2 separate regions of the Pan troglodytes genome follow, and region 1 is linked to region 2. A link is a contact called in public Hi-C data. All regions are on one chromosome and are shown on one strand. The core of a region is the stretch at or near the end of the contact, and the rest is flanking DNA. Distances in the headings are between cores, read along the strand shown.

The links. Hi-C and Micro-C count contacts between places; a contact is called where the count stands out from the background.
Region 1: a Hi-C map of induced pluripotent stem cells shows a contact between it and region 2, with 2.3 times the contacts expected there. The contact joins the promoter of LYRM9 here to the enhancer-like site in region 2. A contact is called at or near these places in 1 of 7 Hi-C or Micro-C datasets (induced pluripotent stem cells) and 1 of 1 datasets of contacts at active chromatin or transcription factors (stem cell-derived excitatory neurons).

Annotation. Positions count from the first base shown.
Region 1 is chr19:39,689,567-39,697,214 of NHGRI_mPanTro3-v2.0_pri, reverse strand. It overlaps LYRM9 (LYR motif containing 9), which reads right to left and starts at 5,330. Exons shown (of 4, transcript XR_010153241.1): 1 at 5,256-5,330.
Region 2 is chr19:39,341,743-39,349,394 of NHGRI_mPanTro3-v2.0_pri, reverse strand. No RefSeq gene overlaps it. Among named protein-coding and RNA genes, the nearest start is that of TMEM97, 80 kb to the right of the region's middle. Within about 2 kb of position 4,879, at least 9 of the 24 cell types and tissues checked have an H3K27ac peak or open chromatin away from gene starts, as enhancers often do. A contact at or near this core is called in induced pluripotent stem cells, where this site is marked.

The DNA of each region.
Region 1 (7,648 bases), core at 4,081-6,580, 350 kb before region 2:
TGTTTGACCAAATACCTGGGCCTCCTGTGGCCCAGCCAAGTTGACACATAAAATTAACTATCCTGGTAGACATTCAATTTCTATTTTGAACGAATCCTCCTACTTCTGCCTACAGTGCTCCTCTCTGCTTCCTGAATACCTCCTGCCTCTTTCACACTCAGCTCTGTGGTCTGGCATCTCCTCCTCAGTGCCACCATGCTCAGTGGGAGGCCTGTGGTTACCTTGAAACAGCCTTCATCACCCCTCATTACTCTAGGTCAGGCCTCTAGTTCAGGCTCTTGCTGGGGTTGCTGGAAGGGTATCCACCTGCCCTCAGGCCCCACCAGCCATTCTCCATATGGTGGTCACAGTGATTTACCAACTTCCTGAATGAAAATCTTCACTGGATGTGAAACGATAGTGTGAATTATGAATTTTCTTGGGTTATAAGACCGATGTGGTTATGTGGGAGAATCACCTTACTCTCAGGAGACGCAGGCAGAAGGATTTAGAGGTGACATGTCATCAGGTCTGCAGCCTCCTTTCAAATAGTTCAGCAAAAGACAGCACAGAGAGAAGAGTGAGGAAGATGAAGAAATGCAGCAGAATGTTCAGATCACGTTTAGATGGTAGGCATTAAGGGTGAACACCACGCTGTTATTTTAACTTCCATATATTTGGAAAATTTTCCTAATAAAAAATCGCTTTAAAAACACACCTGGCAGGAAGTCACCCAGCTTTTCTCCCTACATGTGCTCCAAGTGGCAGGAAACTCACAAGTCCCCCATTTTCGCTCTGCTCAAGCTATTGGAAAGTCCCTCCAGTTCTGAGTTAAAATTCCCCGCTGTAAAGTTCTACTCACTCTACAAAGAGCTCTACTCTTTGGGACAAAATCTTCCCTCACCTACGCCCAAGCCCAGCTTTTCATTATTCACAGTCAACTATCCCAGCCCCTCCCTAGTCCCTTTTCCAATGTAAGCAGCGGGGAGGTGCTGTCGCCTCTCAAAGTGTCTCCGTCCCACTTGCCCTCCTCTCAACACACATACCTTTATTTTTGATACCACTCTTAAACCTGCTGTCCCATGGGAAAACAACAGTTTGGCCATGCTCTGACCAACTCCACAGGCAGTGGCCCTGTCACCTCCTTTGACCTGGGAATTCAAGGAATGCAGCTCAGACTGCTTCTCTGCTGGGGCCCTCACGTGGCCCTGGCATTTGGCTCAAAGGCATTTTTCCATGTGCTGCTCTTTTTTTCTTTTTTCTTTTTTTTTTTGAGACGGCGTTTCGCTCTTGTTCCCCAGGCTGGAGTGCAATGGCGCGATCTTGGCTCACTGCAACCTCTGCCTCCCGGGTTCAAGCAATTCTCCTGCCTCAGCCTCCCCAGTAGCTGGGATTACATGTCCATGCCACGATGCCCGGCTAATTTTTCTATTTTTAGTAGAGACGGAGTTTCGCCATGTTGGCCAGTCTCAAACTCCTGACCTCAGGTGATCCACCTGCCTTGGCCTCCCAAAGTGCTGTGATTATAGGTGTGAGCCACTGCACCCGGCTCCATGAGCTGTTCTTAAGTCTCTTTCCCCATCTTTTATTTTATGAGGTCATTCCAGAGTCACAATCTGCCACCATCCTTAGGGGGGGTCTGTTATATGACTGAATGTTATCCAACTCAATTCAACAAAATAAGAGCACAGAAACAGTCACATGCCAGGTAAACACAGGGTAAGGACAAAGAGAAAGACAGTAACCCTATATACTGTAAGCATCAGTCAACTACGCCATGCCATTCAGAGCATCTAGCACCTGTACAACTCTGGACCCAGCCCTAGGACCACAGAGATGAACAGTCTGGTGTACCTAGCTCTCTGACCCAGAGCCTTCTGCAAAGCCGATGGCTCCCATCCAGGGAATGAGTAGGACATGCCAAGTTTGAGAGCTTTTCATGTTACCTCATTTAATCCTCACAACAATATTTTAAGGGAGGTATCATTAGTCCCATTTTATAGATGAGGAAACTGAGGCCCTGAGAGGTTAAGTAATTTGCCAAGAGCAACAAGGCTAGTATAGAGCAAGGCCTGGAATAGAACCTAGTTCTATTTGATTCCAAAGACTATGCCCTTATCTGCTTTGTGAAACTACCTGCTATGTCTGAGCCACTCATAAAAATACTGACCAGATCAGGGCTAAGGACCCCACAAAGAACTCTGGCAGGGTTCATGCATGACCAGGTTCAAGCACTTATAAAGGCACTTGACTGCACTATTATCCAGTACTCCTCAATCTTCTCTACAAAACCTTGCTCCATGCCTTTCTGAAACCCAAGGACATCGTCTGCAGCTTCCCCCTGCATATAGATGGAAAAAAAAAAATCAAAAGAAAGAAAGACTCACCAGGCTGACATCAATTACACAGATAAAGGAAAGGAGCAACTAAAGAAATGCTTAACAACAAAGCTCTTACCAAATCCAAAGGAGAATATGACAGAATTTTTAAAAAGAGAAAATAAAGCTACAAAGGGAATTTCCTGGAAGCCAAGTGTTATCACTGGCACAGATGCTGAGAAGCAGGCCCACAGTCCCATTTAACCCCACTGTCCTTTTCCCTAATCTATGTCCCGATATAGGCACCTAAAAATAAGTGGGAAAAAGTCATATATTAAAAAAAGACGAAAGAATGGAACTGCAGAAAATAACCAGAAATTATGCCCTATTGAGCACTGATACACGCTAAATTAAGCCTGCACAGGCCATTTTTTAAATATGCAATTACTCTTCTTGAAGGGAAAAGTTGAAAAATAGGAATGGAGTGGTTTTGCTTCCCACCCCCACCCACTCCAGGGCTCCATCTTGCACATCTGTGTTCTCCCAAGCTAGCAATGGGGCAGCAATCCCTGCCTCCCCCAGTCCCTCTCCTACATAGCCAAGGCTCTCAAGTCCCCTCACCCCCTCCCTGCCCCCTTCATCCCTGTTGGCATTACCTTGGTTCCCAGCTTTGTACCCATACCTGGCTGGGACTATCCGAATACCTCCTGATCTGTCTCCCTCCTTCCAGCCCAATCCACATGGTGCCACCCAAGAACACTTCCTAAAAAGCACACCCTGTCACTCCCCTTCCTCAGAACCTCTGTAGAGAGTTCTCTACCCATGGCCTTCTGAGATCTGTTTCAATCCCTCTCATCAGTCTCCCCTCCTGCTGTCCTTCCCACACTTCCTGCATTTTAGCCACAGACTGAACTTGGAGGACTCTGGGATCAGACAGTCTGGGTTCAAATCCTGGTTCTATCACCTGCTAGTTCTAGGACCCTGGACGAGTTTCTTAACTTCTATCTCAAAGTCTGTTCCCCATCTGTCAATGCGGTCCCTAATAAATAGTATTTCCTACATAGGACTGTTGTAAGGATGAAATAACGCTCCTAGACTACTAAGCATGATGCCTGGCACACACTACATGTTTCCTACTAACTGTTATTGTTAATACCATCTCTGAAACATGCTGTGCTTTCCCTACCTTGACTTCTTCACCTGCCTCAAGAATTACCCCTCATCCTTAGAGACCCAGTTCCCTGTCACCTCCTTCAGGCTTTCATCCCATGCTGTTCACACCCCTATTACAGTCATCACACTGCTCTGTAATCACTTATTGTGATTATAATCGATGTGACAGAACTTAGAGCAGGTTTTGGAGACAAAGAACCCTAGTTTAAAAGCCTACCTCTGCTATCTACTAGCTGTGTAATCCTGGCCAACCTGGTTGACTTCTCTGGACTTCTGCTTCCCCCACTGTAAACTGGAGAAAAGAATAATCCACCTCACAGGGGTTTTGTAAAGACCAACCTAGCTAACTTATGGAAAGTGCCTAGCACAGGGGCTGGCACATCTTAAGTGCTTGAACATCTTTTTTTTTTTTTTGTCCTGAGACAGGGTCTCACTCTGTCACCCAGGCTGGAGTACAGTAGCATGATCAGGGATCACTGCAGTCACAACTGCCCGGGCTCAAACGATTCTACCGCAGCCTCTCAAGTGGCCGGGATCACAGGCACACGCCACCACGTCTGGCTAATTTTTTAAATTATTTATAGAAACGAAGTCTTACTATGTTGCCCAGGCTGGTCTCAAAATTCTAGGCTCAAGTGATCCTCCTTCCTCAGCCTCCTACGGTGCTGAGATTATGGGCATGAGCCACTGCGCCCAGCGTTGAACATCTTACCCTTTCCTACTTTATTTGGCTTTCTGTTCCTTGCTGACTGTAAGCTTCTGGAGAACAAGAAACTATACTGTATTAGTTCAACACCTGTGAAATGAAGGGAAATTAGTAAGAAAAATATATATACGGTTATTAGTCACTCCTCCACAGTTTATAGTACCTGAACCATAACAGAAGTTCCATAGATGTCAATTGATTCCCAAGTTACCAGAGGAAACTAAAGCCAGCAGGAAACTGTCCTGAAGTCAAGAACCTGTGGCAGGTGAACCCAGAAAACATTACGCTAAGTGAACAAACCCAGTCACAAGGGGCTACTTAATGTATGATTCCATTTATACGAAACATCCAGAATAGGCAAAAGTACAGAGACAGAAGTACATTAGTGGTTGCCTAGGGCTGGGAGAATGGGAGTAGATGGGAGGGGGGAGTGACAGCTAAAGGAGGTGTTTCTTTTGGGGGGTAATGTTCTAAAACATTATGGTGACAGCTGCACAACTCTGCAAACACACTGAAAGACACTGAATTGTGCACTTTAGATGGGTGAACTGTATGCTTCGTGAATTATATCTCAATAAAACTTTTTAAAACAATAACCACAAAAAGGATCAATCCTAGGAGCGAAAGGGTTTCGGCCACGGAGCAACTTGCTCTTACGCAGAAGCATAAATCATCACGACAAGGTTGCTCCGGCCACCGGGTGCCGCGAGCAGAGGGACGGTGGAGGGGACATTCTCCTTTTAAAAGTGGCCAGGCCGTGAGCCTCTGAGAGGCTGGCCTCCGGGCTGCCCCGGACCTCGCGCCCCTAGCTCGCGCTGCAGGCCTTTCCTGCTCCTCCGAGGCCGCCCGGCCAGGCCTGCGTCAAGCCCGGGCGCCGCGCTCCGGTGCACTCAGCTCTCCGGTGGAAGAGCGCAGACCGCAAGGGAAAAGGTGCCGGCGCGGGTCGCCCCTAGGTCTTCTATAGATCCGACGACGCCCGAGGCCTCCACATCCCTAGCCCGCCCCCGCCACCCAGTGGCTCCGGCCGCCGCTGCCCCCGCGCCCCCGCCCTCGGCCTCGGCCTGCGCAGCGCGGCTCACCAGCCTCCAGGGGAACGCCAGCCCCGGACGCCGCCGCGGCGACGAGTGCGCCTGCGCCCCGGGGACTGAGCGGCACCGCCCCTGCCCGGCGACGGTGAGCCCAGCGCCCTCTGCCGGCCGCGCGCGGGACTCGGGGTCCTACTGGGTGCCTCTTCCTAGATCCGACCCCACCCAGTTGAAAGCTGTCCCCACTAACAGCCTTCGTTACCAGTTACCTCAAACACCCACTCTGCCTTCTGGCTGTTGCTACGCCGGATATAAGCCCTAAAGGCACTCTCTCCTCCTTATTCCTGAATATGGATTGTGCTATGAATATGGGGTGTTCAAGATCTCTGAAAGGCTTGCTGGAGGACTTTTCCTGAACCTCTCGTGTTGATGACAAGAATTGTGTTTGGATAGGAATCTGCGTTTTGAATCATTTCACCAAATTACAGTCCCATAACACCTGTCAAAAGAATAAATATGACAGTAATAAGCATGCTTCCTTTCAGACCCATCTATAATTATAATTGAGGAAAATAATACAAAATTTAAACTTAGAGCTACTGCCAGTATCATTCTTTGAAAAGGAAATAATGCTGTTTTATTAAATAGGCTCTCCCTGCTCTCTAATGTTTAAAGCTCAAGTGCTTCTCTGAATTGATTTAAATACAAGTTTTATATCCTGAAAGAAATAAAGATGAGTCATTATCTTAAGACAAACCCCCCTGTTCAATGATGCTGCTGATCTCTCAGCTGATGTCTAAGCGGGAGTTAGGTTGTTAGTGGATAATATTGCTTCTGTTCACGTCTCTCTTCTCCAGGGCTTTTTAAACCTGTTTGTAACGAAAAGACTGATTTCCTTCAGACTCCATGTGTCGTTGATTTAACAGGACAACTTCTTACAGTTTTTTCTTTTTCCTTTTTCTTTTTTTTTTTTTAAGTAAAACATTGCTCCCCGGTGGCACCTGGGAATCTGTTTTTCTTCTCTTAGGATAAGAGAAGCAGGGATATTTCTTAACGGAAGTTTTGTTTTGTTCCTAACTCCCTTTAGAGCTTCCTCTTTTCTTTTTTTTTCTCTTCACCTAACATACTAGACTTCCCTCAAATCGGGGGTGGGGGATGGGAAGGTGGGGTTCCCTCCCTTGAAATATTCAGATAATTACTTCCATTTATTTTAAAGATGTAGACTTGGACAAATATATCTGAAAGATACAACTGTACCCTCATAAATCAGCCCTCTTATTTACACATGCATAATCAAGGGCACGTCATTAGTGCAGAGCCAATCAATAAATCATTAAGCTTTTAAAGCCCTTATTAAGAACAATCTGCAGTAACATCATCCACTCCTGTGCTCAGTCTTAGGATCATTTAATAATTTTAAGAAATTTCACAGTCTGTTCTGTAGTCTCATCTCCCTTTTGTTCCTAGATCGCTGTATTCCTGAATCAGAAACATGGTTCTAATACCTAGATCTCATAAAATATTGAAGATGCAAGCTGTTTGCTTTACCTCTGAAAGGCTCCACCTTCAGAATCACTTGTGCCTCTTCCAATTTTACAAACGCACAAGATTTTAACTTTCACAAAAATTTCTTATAAACATCCAAACACTAAGAAAAAAAAATCCAAAGCAGGAGAGATTTGAACAATAATCTCTAATTTTTTTTCCAAGTCACAATGGAAACCTAGATTTGAAAATAATTGAATTTGAACCTTTTAACTTGACAGCAACCTTAGGTTCTTACAGCTTCAATAGTAAAATGAAATAATTTTTACTAGTCCAAACATTCACTTAAAATGACACCAGTCTCATAATCTGATAAAACCCCAACCATTTTTACCATGTCATTTTCCTATACACTGAAATTTTAGCAGATGAACCCCCTTATGTCAGACAGTGCATGATATTTACAGATAAACAAAATAGAAAGACCTTTTACTTGAGAAATTAGTCACCCACTGTCCAGGGGACATGTTCGCACAGGGGAGTTTATTGACTTTCCTAAGAAATACACCACATTCTCTTGATTTCTGACATTATGTCATTTAGCCTGACAACTGCAGATTTGTAACCAGTATTTGTAGGGAAAGATACAAGAAGTCCTGACGTTTCCAGTTTAAACCTGTTTTTAGATTTCAAAGAGAAATGATAACGTTTGCATCCTCTGATTAAATCAGGTTATTGTCTCCAAGGTTGACCATGTAAATAATTCAAATTAATTCATCAGTGTACAATAGGTTTAATAAGCATAATAAACACTTTTAAGAAAATACTTAAGACCCTCGGTCTGCCCTCGATCTTGCTCCCCATTATCTCAGATTTCCCTGAGAACAGAATGAGTGGTACCACGTTGTTCTCTTCTATTCAAAATATGCAAAGCTGCTATTTACCAGTTTGCAATTTGCATG
Region 2 (7,652 bases), core at 3,630-6,129:
ATGGCTTTCTCCAAACCTGGCACCCCACTTCTTTCCACCTTGCCTGAGGACCTGAAGCCTCTTCCCTGTTCCCACCTTGTTCTAGTTCCAAACTGCAAAGGATGGCCTGAGTTTCCATTCTTCATCCTGGAGGCTCCAGCTGCAGCCTCAATCTTCTGCCCTGAGAGAATCCATTTGATTTGGTTTGATCCTTGGGAGATGGGAGGGCCAGCTCCAAGGCCTGTGACCAAAAACTTTCAGTCACCCTGAAGTCCCATAACCCCATCTTTCTTGAACCAAGCCTGCTCTGGTGCCCAAAAGAAAGGGGTCTCAGCAATGGGGGCCCACAGGAGACTTTTGCTGTGATCCAGTTTTATTGACTATGCTGCTAGTCTGGCACCCCCAGCACTCCCGTCCCCCTCCCATCTCTGGCCCAGTAGTGGCGTTGCGAGTACCAGGGAGACAGTGGGAGGAGGGAGTAAGGGCTGTGGAGTGAGAGAGGCTGACAGGAGATGGGGACTCTAGGGGACTGAGGACTGAAAAAGCGGCCCGGCTGAGGGCAGGGACACGTCCTTGCTTGGTCCAGTGACCGTTTACTCTGGACTCTGGGTAAGTGGGCTCAGCCTGCTTGGGGCTCTGGAGAACTCCCCCAGGCTGGGGTCTGGGATGGAGGGAAGGAGTTCGTGCTTTGCAGGGCCAGGGGCCTTCAAAGGCCTAAGGTCCTGCTTGGGTCTTGCTCTGCATCTGGACACACCTGTCACACTAGGAGAGCCATCTGATGACTGCAAGTGTGTGTGCACACTCGTGTGCATAGCTGTGAACTGGAATGTGTCCCTGTGTGAGTGGCTGTGCCGGTCTGTGCAGGATGACACGGTCTGTGCAGGATGTCTTCTCCAGAACCCATATCTGTCTCTACTGTTGGGTGGAGGGCCAGACCCACAAGGCCGTGGATTTCTGTCCTTTGCTTCCCCAGTTCATTCCATGTCCCACACCCTGTGGGTGACCTGGTGTGCCCTTATTTCCCAGTAGCTACTGCTGCCTCAGAGCCATGAGGACCTGGATGTCATGAGACATGTGTCTCCAGGACTCATGTCTCCATTTTCTGTGCTACACTTCTCTAACTTGCAAGGCCCTGGCTGCTGGGCTGCTCACAGGACAGGCTGTCCGTGCCTCCAGCACACTGTCTAGGAGGTGGAGTGGTCAGCTCGGAGTGGCCCTTTTCTCTGCCCTCTCGTCCCCAGGCTTGGAGAAATGGATGATGGGCTAAGGGGCTGGGTAGATGGGCCCTGCTTCCAGGGCATAGGAAAATCTGCAGCATGGGCTCTTCCACCTCCACCTCCCCTCTGCTTGCTCCTCAGATGGCTGCCGCATGCCGCTGCCTCTCCCTGCTGCTCCTGTCCACCTGTGTGGCTCTGTTGCTGTGGCCACTGCTGGGTGCCCGGGGAGCCCCGCTGGAGCCATTGTACCCAGGGGACAATACCACACCGGAGCAGATGGCCCAGTGCACAGCTGAGCTCCGTAGATACATCAACATGCTGACCAAGCCTAGGCATGTGCCATGGACAGGGAGAGAGATCCCAGCCCCTGGGACCCTGGGCCCACTCCACATTCCTGGCCACACCCTATCCCCAGCCCAAGCCCCATCTCCAGCCCCAGTCCCAGCCCCTTCCAGGCCACTCTTGGGGAAACAGAGCATCTGTGCTGACCAGGCCTGGGCCCATGTGCCCTGGGCAAGAGGGTGCCTACAGGCAGATATGAAACCGGTGGGCTGGCACCTGGGCACAGTGCTTCCAGGTATGGGGAAAGAGACAAAGAGGACACGCTGGCCTTCTCAGAGTGGGGCCCTCCCATGCTGCTGCCCCCAGGTGAGTTCGACTCCCTACCCTGTCTGTCCAGCTCCCTGGGGCTGAAATGGGGATGGTGGGACTGAATCAGGGCTTGAAAAGGTGTGGTGGGGGGTGGAAGAGGGAGAACAGGAGCCCAGGGCTGGCCTGAGGCCTCCTGATGCACGAGGCCTGCCCCCCACACTGCCATGTTCCACTCTGTCCTCACAGAGAGCTGAGCCCGCTGGACTTGTAACACTACCTCCTGCCCCCTACCACTCCACAGGCAGTGCCAGCCCAGCTCTCCCCTCCACACTGTTGGCTCTGGCCAAAGCTCGCTCCCTGTTCCTGCACAGGCTCAATAAAGCAAGTCAAAGCACAGCTTATCTCTGTGTCTCTGTGGACCCCTGGTGGGGGGCAGCAGGAAGAGCCAAATGCATGGAAAGGGGAGGGCAGGGCGGAGGCAACAAGGAAAGCAGGCTGTGCTTGTAAATCATCTAGAACGTCCATGAGGTCATCAGTCACTCAGCTCATCCTCTCCACAGAGGGACAAGTTGTGGCCAGAGGAAGGCAGGGACTCCTCTGTGGTCATTCGGCAATCGGTGAAGTGGCAGTCTTGAGCTTGAATCTTCCCAGTTCAGCACCTGTAGACCCTCCCGACCCAGCCCCATGACAACCCTGCCCCAAGTGCACCAGTGCTTTCCTGTGGCTGAGGCAGCAGGAGCACCAAAAGGTATACTAAAGCATCCTTGGCATGGGGGCAGGGGCATCAGCCCAGCATGGAGGCACAATTCTGGTGCTATGGCAGTCATGGCTGCATCCAGGGGCCTGAGCTGCCGTCCAGAAATTTGGAGAGAATGGGCTGTCCGGAGAGGTAGTGAAATCCTGGGCACAGGAGGTATTCAAGCTGCTATGGAAAGGGAGGAGGCTAGATTAGCTGAGAGTTCCAGCCACTGCCATGAATCCAATCTGTGGATTCCACACTCCAGCTCTGGGAAGGCAAGGACCTGGATCCTGCCCCAGGGAGGACTGCCCGGAGTCCCAGTGCACCTGTCTCTTCCTGGCCCTTCTCAGTCATCCTGAATAGGTGGGGACAGAGCGCGCGTGTGTGCGTATGTGTAAAGGGGAGAAGTGAGGAAACTAGAATGTGTCTGGTTCCTAGAATGGCTTCTCCTGCCTCCCCCACATGCTTGGCCTGAAGGGATGGGGTTATGGGTTTGGAGGATGAGGGGTCCACTTTCCTGAGCTCAGCTCAGCACCTTGCACAGACCCCATGGAAGTGACTCCACGATTGTGTTTCCCCTCAAGTCCTGACTCACTCTGGTGTGTGCAAATGACCTGGAAGTAGAACCAGGTCCTAAAAGGCAAAGAGCTTTAAGAGGATGCAGCTGCTTGGCTCAGATTGATTTTTTGTTTTTGGAGACAGGTGTTGCTCTGTCACCCAGGCTGGAGTGCAGTGGCAGGAGCACAGCTCACCGTAGCCTTGACGTCCTGGACTCAGGCGATCCTCCTGCCTCAGCCTCCGAAGTAGCTGAAACTACAGGCACATGCCACCATGTCCAGCTAATTTTTTTATTTTTGTACAGACAGGGTCTTGGTATGTTGCCCAGCCTGGTCTCAAACTCCTGAGCTCAAATAATCTGCTCACCTCAGCCTCCCAAAGTGCTCGGATTACAGGTGTGAGTCACCATGCCCGACCTCAGGTTGATTCTTAAATCCAAGGGGTGTCTGGATAGAGAGATGGCTTCAGCAAGAGAACAGTTTGAGTCTGAATAAGGGAGCCTGAAGTCCCAGCATTTTCTCTGGCAGCTTAAGGGGATGGGGTGAGAATGGGGAGAGGTGTGGATACTTCCTAGAGCCAGGAGTTCGCAACCTGGAGACATACCTGGGTCTGAGAGTAGGATCAGGGCAGGGGGCTCTGCCCCCACCAAGCCTCTCTGATGGCCAAGGGAGCCCCCAGGAGAGAGAGCCACCCTCACACCCAGCTTCTCAGGGACAGGCCCTGGCCAGGTCCACCCCTTCCCCTGCTCTGCTCACCCCAGAAGAGCTTAGAAGTCCAGGAGGCAAAGGCGGCCCCCTATACTCTGCACGGTAAGGGGCAAAGGCACCTCTTCTTGTTGCTGTGCCAACTCTGACAGCCCAAGCTGGGCTGTTTGGTAGAAACTTGGGTGAGGTGGGACTGGGGGTGTGTCTAGCTGAAGCTCTCCTTTGAGGTTCCCGCTTCTCTCACCTCTGCCCTCCCTCTGCGTTGGAGTCTCCCCTACGCTGGTGGTGGTGTGTGGGGTGAGGTGGGGGAAGGTTGCTGGGGGAGTGAGGGGAGGACCCTTCCACCCAGCAGCTGAGGTCTTTTTCTCCCACAGCAGGAACTCCAGGGTTCCCCCTCCCCGTCGAAGGACTGGTCCCTCCCCGGCCCACAGAAGTCACTGAAGCAACAGAGATTTGTCTTTATTGTTTTCGCTGAGGGGGATGAGGAAGGGTTGAGGCCCCTCTCAACATAAAAGGGTTGGTGGAGGGCCAGGCGTCTGGAGGCCAAGCCCCAGCCTGGAGAAGGAAGCCCCAGGGCGCCAGTATCTCCCCGCACGCCCACCCCCGAGGGCTTCCTCTCGCTCCCACCCAAGCTGCCCCCAGTCCCGAGGCCCTTAGTTCGGTGCCGACCGTACAGGCTGTCCTACCTGGGGCCCCAGGAGGTTGGTGGTCGGGGTTCCCAGGTGTTCAGCCACTGGGGTTTCGTGGTGGTCCATGGAGGGGGTTTCGTGGCTTTCGGTGGGGAGGTGTTCGTGGCGTTTGCAATTTTCTTGTGGTTTTTAGTTTTCTTTGTGCTGAGAACACGTCTTTGCAGCGGTCATGAGGCTGCTCTCAGAGCCCAGCTTGGGCCGCGATGCGCGTGGGGGTGCCCGGCGGCGTCCGTGTCCCCCCGCACCCTCCGTCGTCCTCCCTCCCAACCTCGCGCCCTCCGCCGGATCACCTGCTGTTGAAGAGCCTCCCCACGTACTTCTTGATCGAGCAGCTGGCGGCCCTGGACTGCTGCGGCACCTGCAGCCCCTCGCCCAGGGCGCCCTCCGGCGGCAGCAGCAGCCACACGAGGCCGGCCACGACCAGAGCACATGAGCAGCGCTGAGCCCGCGTCTGGAGGGGGCAGGGCGGACAGAGCCGCGGGCGGTCACGTGACCCCACGGCTGGGGTCGGCGCGACCCCTGACCGTAGCTTGCGGGTGTTCCGCGCAGTGGGCAGCCTGGCGTGCAGGGGCGCTCAGCCGAGGGACCTGGCTATTTCTGGGACACACACCAGTGCACGGACGCCCTAAGGGACATCCTGGTGTCCAGGGGAATGGTGCACACCTGGACATGCCCGGTGATGCACGCAGAAAGCATCGAGGTAAAAATGAACGGGGAGACACCCCTAAGGTGTACGCACGAGGACGGCATAAAACCATTGGTCAGCTCCCTAATCTCACCGACCTCTCTCCCGCAAATTCCTTACTTATCGCCCTCCTTTCTCCCTGCCCTTCCCTCAAAGTGTCAGTCAGGTTGTCCTCAGCCCAGAAGACTCTTCCTCCAGACATCCTCATGGCCGGCTCTGTCGCCCCCTGGAGGCATTAGCTCAAAATCCACCTTTTAAATGGGTCTTACCCTGACACCCCTGTTTAAAATTGCAACCCGGCAGCGTGCGGTAGATGACGCCTGTAATCCCAGCACTTTGGGAGGCCAAGGCGGGCGGATCACTTGAGCCCATGAGTTCGAGACCAGTGTGGGCAAAAGACAGAGAGCCCTGTCTCAACAATTTAAAAAATAAATTTAAAAAAATTGCAACCCAACCCCTCATCTTGCTTTTTCTTGCTCTATTTTTGCACTTTCTTTTTTCTTCTTTTTTTTTTAGACAAGGTCTTGCTTTGTCGCCCAGGCTGCAGTATAGTGTAGGGATCATGGCTCACGGCAGCCTCAAACTCCTGGGCTCAGGCCATCCTCTTGCTTCAGCCTCCCAAGTAGCTAGGTCTACAGGTGCACACAACCATGCCCAGCTAAATTTTAATTTTTTGTAGAAATGGAGTCTTGCTAGGTGGCCCAGGCTGGTCTCAAACTCCTGGCCTCAAGCGATCTTCCTGCCTTGCCTCCCAAAGTGCTGGGATTACAGGTATGAGCTGCCACACCTGGCCTGCACTTTCTAACTTATATATTCTATATTTATTATATTTATGTCCGATCCCTTCCCAGCGGCATCTCCTCCCTCAGTGTAGGCATCATTAATTGCAGCTGGGCTCTTTGTTTATTTTGTCTATTGATGGATCACAAGCACCTAGAACAGTGCCTGGCACTTAGCAGATACTCAATAATACATATTAAATGAATGACTAACAGTTACACACAGGAACGCCAGCCTGATGATTCACACACCCAATGCACAGAGAATTTTGTGCCTGCAACACACCATGATTCACAGACTACGATGCCCATAAACATGATGCACACCCCCAGAGCTCCTAAGCCCCTCAACCCTCTTTTAACCGGGAACTCCACTCATCCCCACCACCCCAAGCAGGGATAAGAAGCCTTAGTAGCTGTCCTGACCATCAGAATGGCAGACGAGGCTGCCCTGGCCTAACTCCTTCATGCCCTTAGTGAGCCTGAGGAGGGCCCTTGGTGTCAGCCCCCATCCCCAGGCTCCTAGAGAATACAGCTGATAGGGGGCCCAAACTTGGCCACCGGACATTACCATGGTGCTGGGCAGGTGCAGAGGAGCACAGCAAAGCGTCTCTGGCCAGGACCTGAGTCCCTTTATATTCCTAAGGATCCATGCCCCCTTTCCCGCTAAAGTTCCACTTCCAGCGCAGCCTTCTTTTCCTCCCCCTGTGTCATGACCTGAAAGTCCGGAACAGAGAGAAGGTGGGGGTGGAAGCACATGGGCTACCAGCTGTTCTGACCAGGGCACAGTCCCTGCCAGGGGCCCAGAGGTGTGGGTGGCAGAGGCAGGGAGGCCTGGGGAATAGGGTAATGTTTTGCTCCAAGTATACAGATCCAAGGAGAAACTGGCTCTGGGGTTGAGAGGGGGCTGTGCTTTTCCCAGGGGCTACTGTCAGGGAGTTATGCTGAGACCAGATGCCCCTCCCCATCTGGCTAGATCCAAGGTGCCTCCTTTCCTTACAGGGCTGCTGTGGGGTCCCAGCACCCCTATTCCCCTTCCCTAGGCCTGCTGCCATGGGGAGGGGGTGGGGTTATGGTTTCTGGTTTCAGGATTGCAGGCCCCACTGCACAGCTTGGAGATTTTCTCAGCCTGCCTGGCCATTTTGGAGCCCCTGAGGCATGACCTGCTAAGCCTTCTGGAGTCTTGACTGCTTGGATGATGAACTTAGGCCTTGGCTGCCTCAGGCCACAGAGCCTCAGCTGTGTGGCCTGTCAGGTCGCCTCTACCCGTTCAATATTGCCACCTTTCTGGGGCAAGGTTGTGAAATGTGCGCCGATTCTTCATGCCCACCCCAACCCCAGAAGGGGCACACTAGGAAGAGCAAAGTCTTCTGGGTAGGAATCCTAACTTCACTACCTCCTGGCTGTGTGACCTTGATTAAGGGACATCATCTCCCCTGAGCCTCCACATCCTCATCTGTGAAATGGAGCTCGTTAGGACTGTTGTGAAGATGGATTTGGATTATGTAGCTCAGCCTCTGGACAGCTCCTGGCACATGCTAGATGATTAACAGGCGTGAGCCCCTCCATTCATGAAAGAAACGCTTTCTCCCATCTCCACTTCTGAAAGTGTCTCATCTTCTGGCCTCTTCTCCTTATTAAAACCCGCTCCTGGCCAGGCATGGTGGCTCATGCCTGTAATGCCAGCACTTTGGGAGACTGAGGTAGGAGG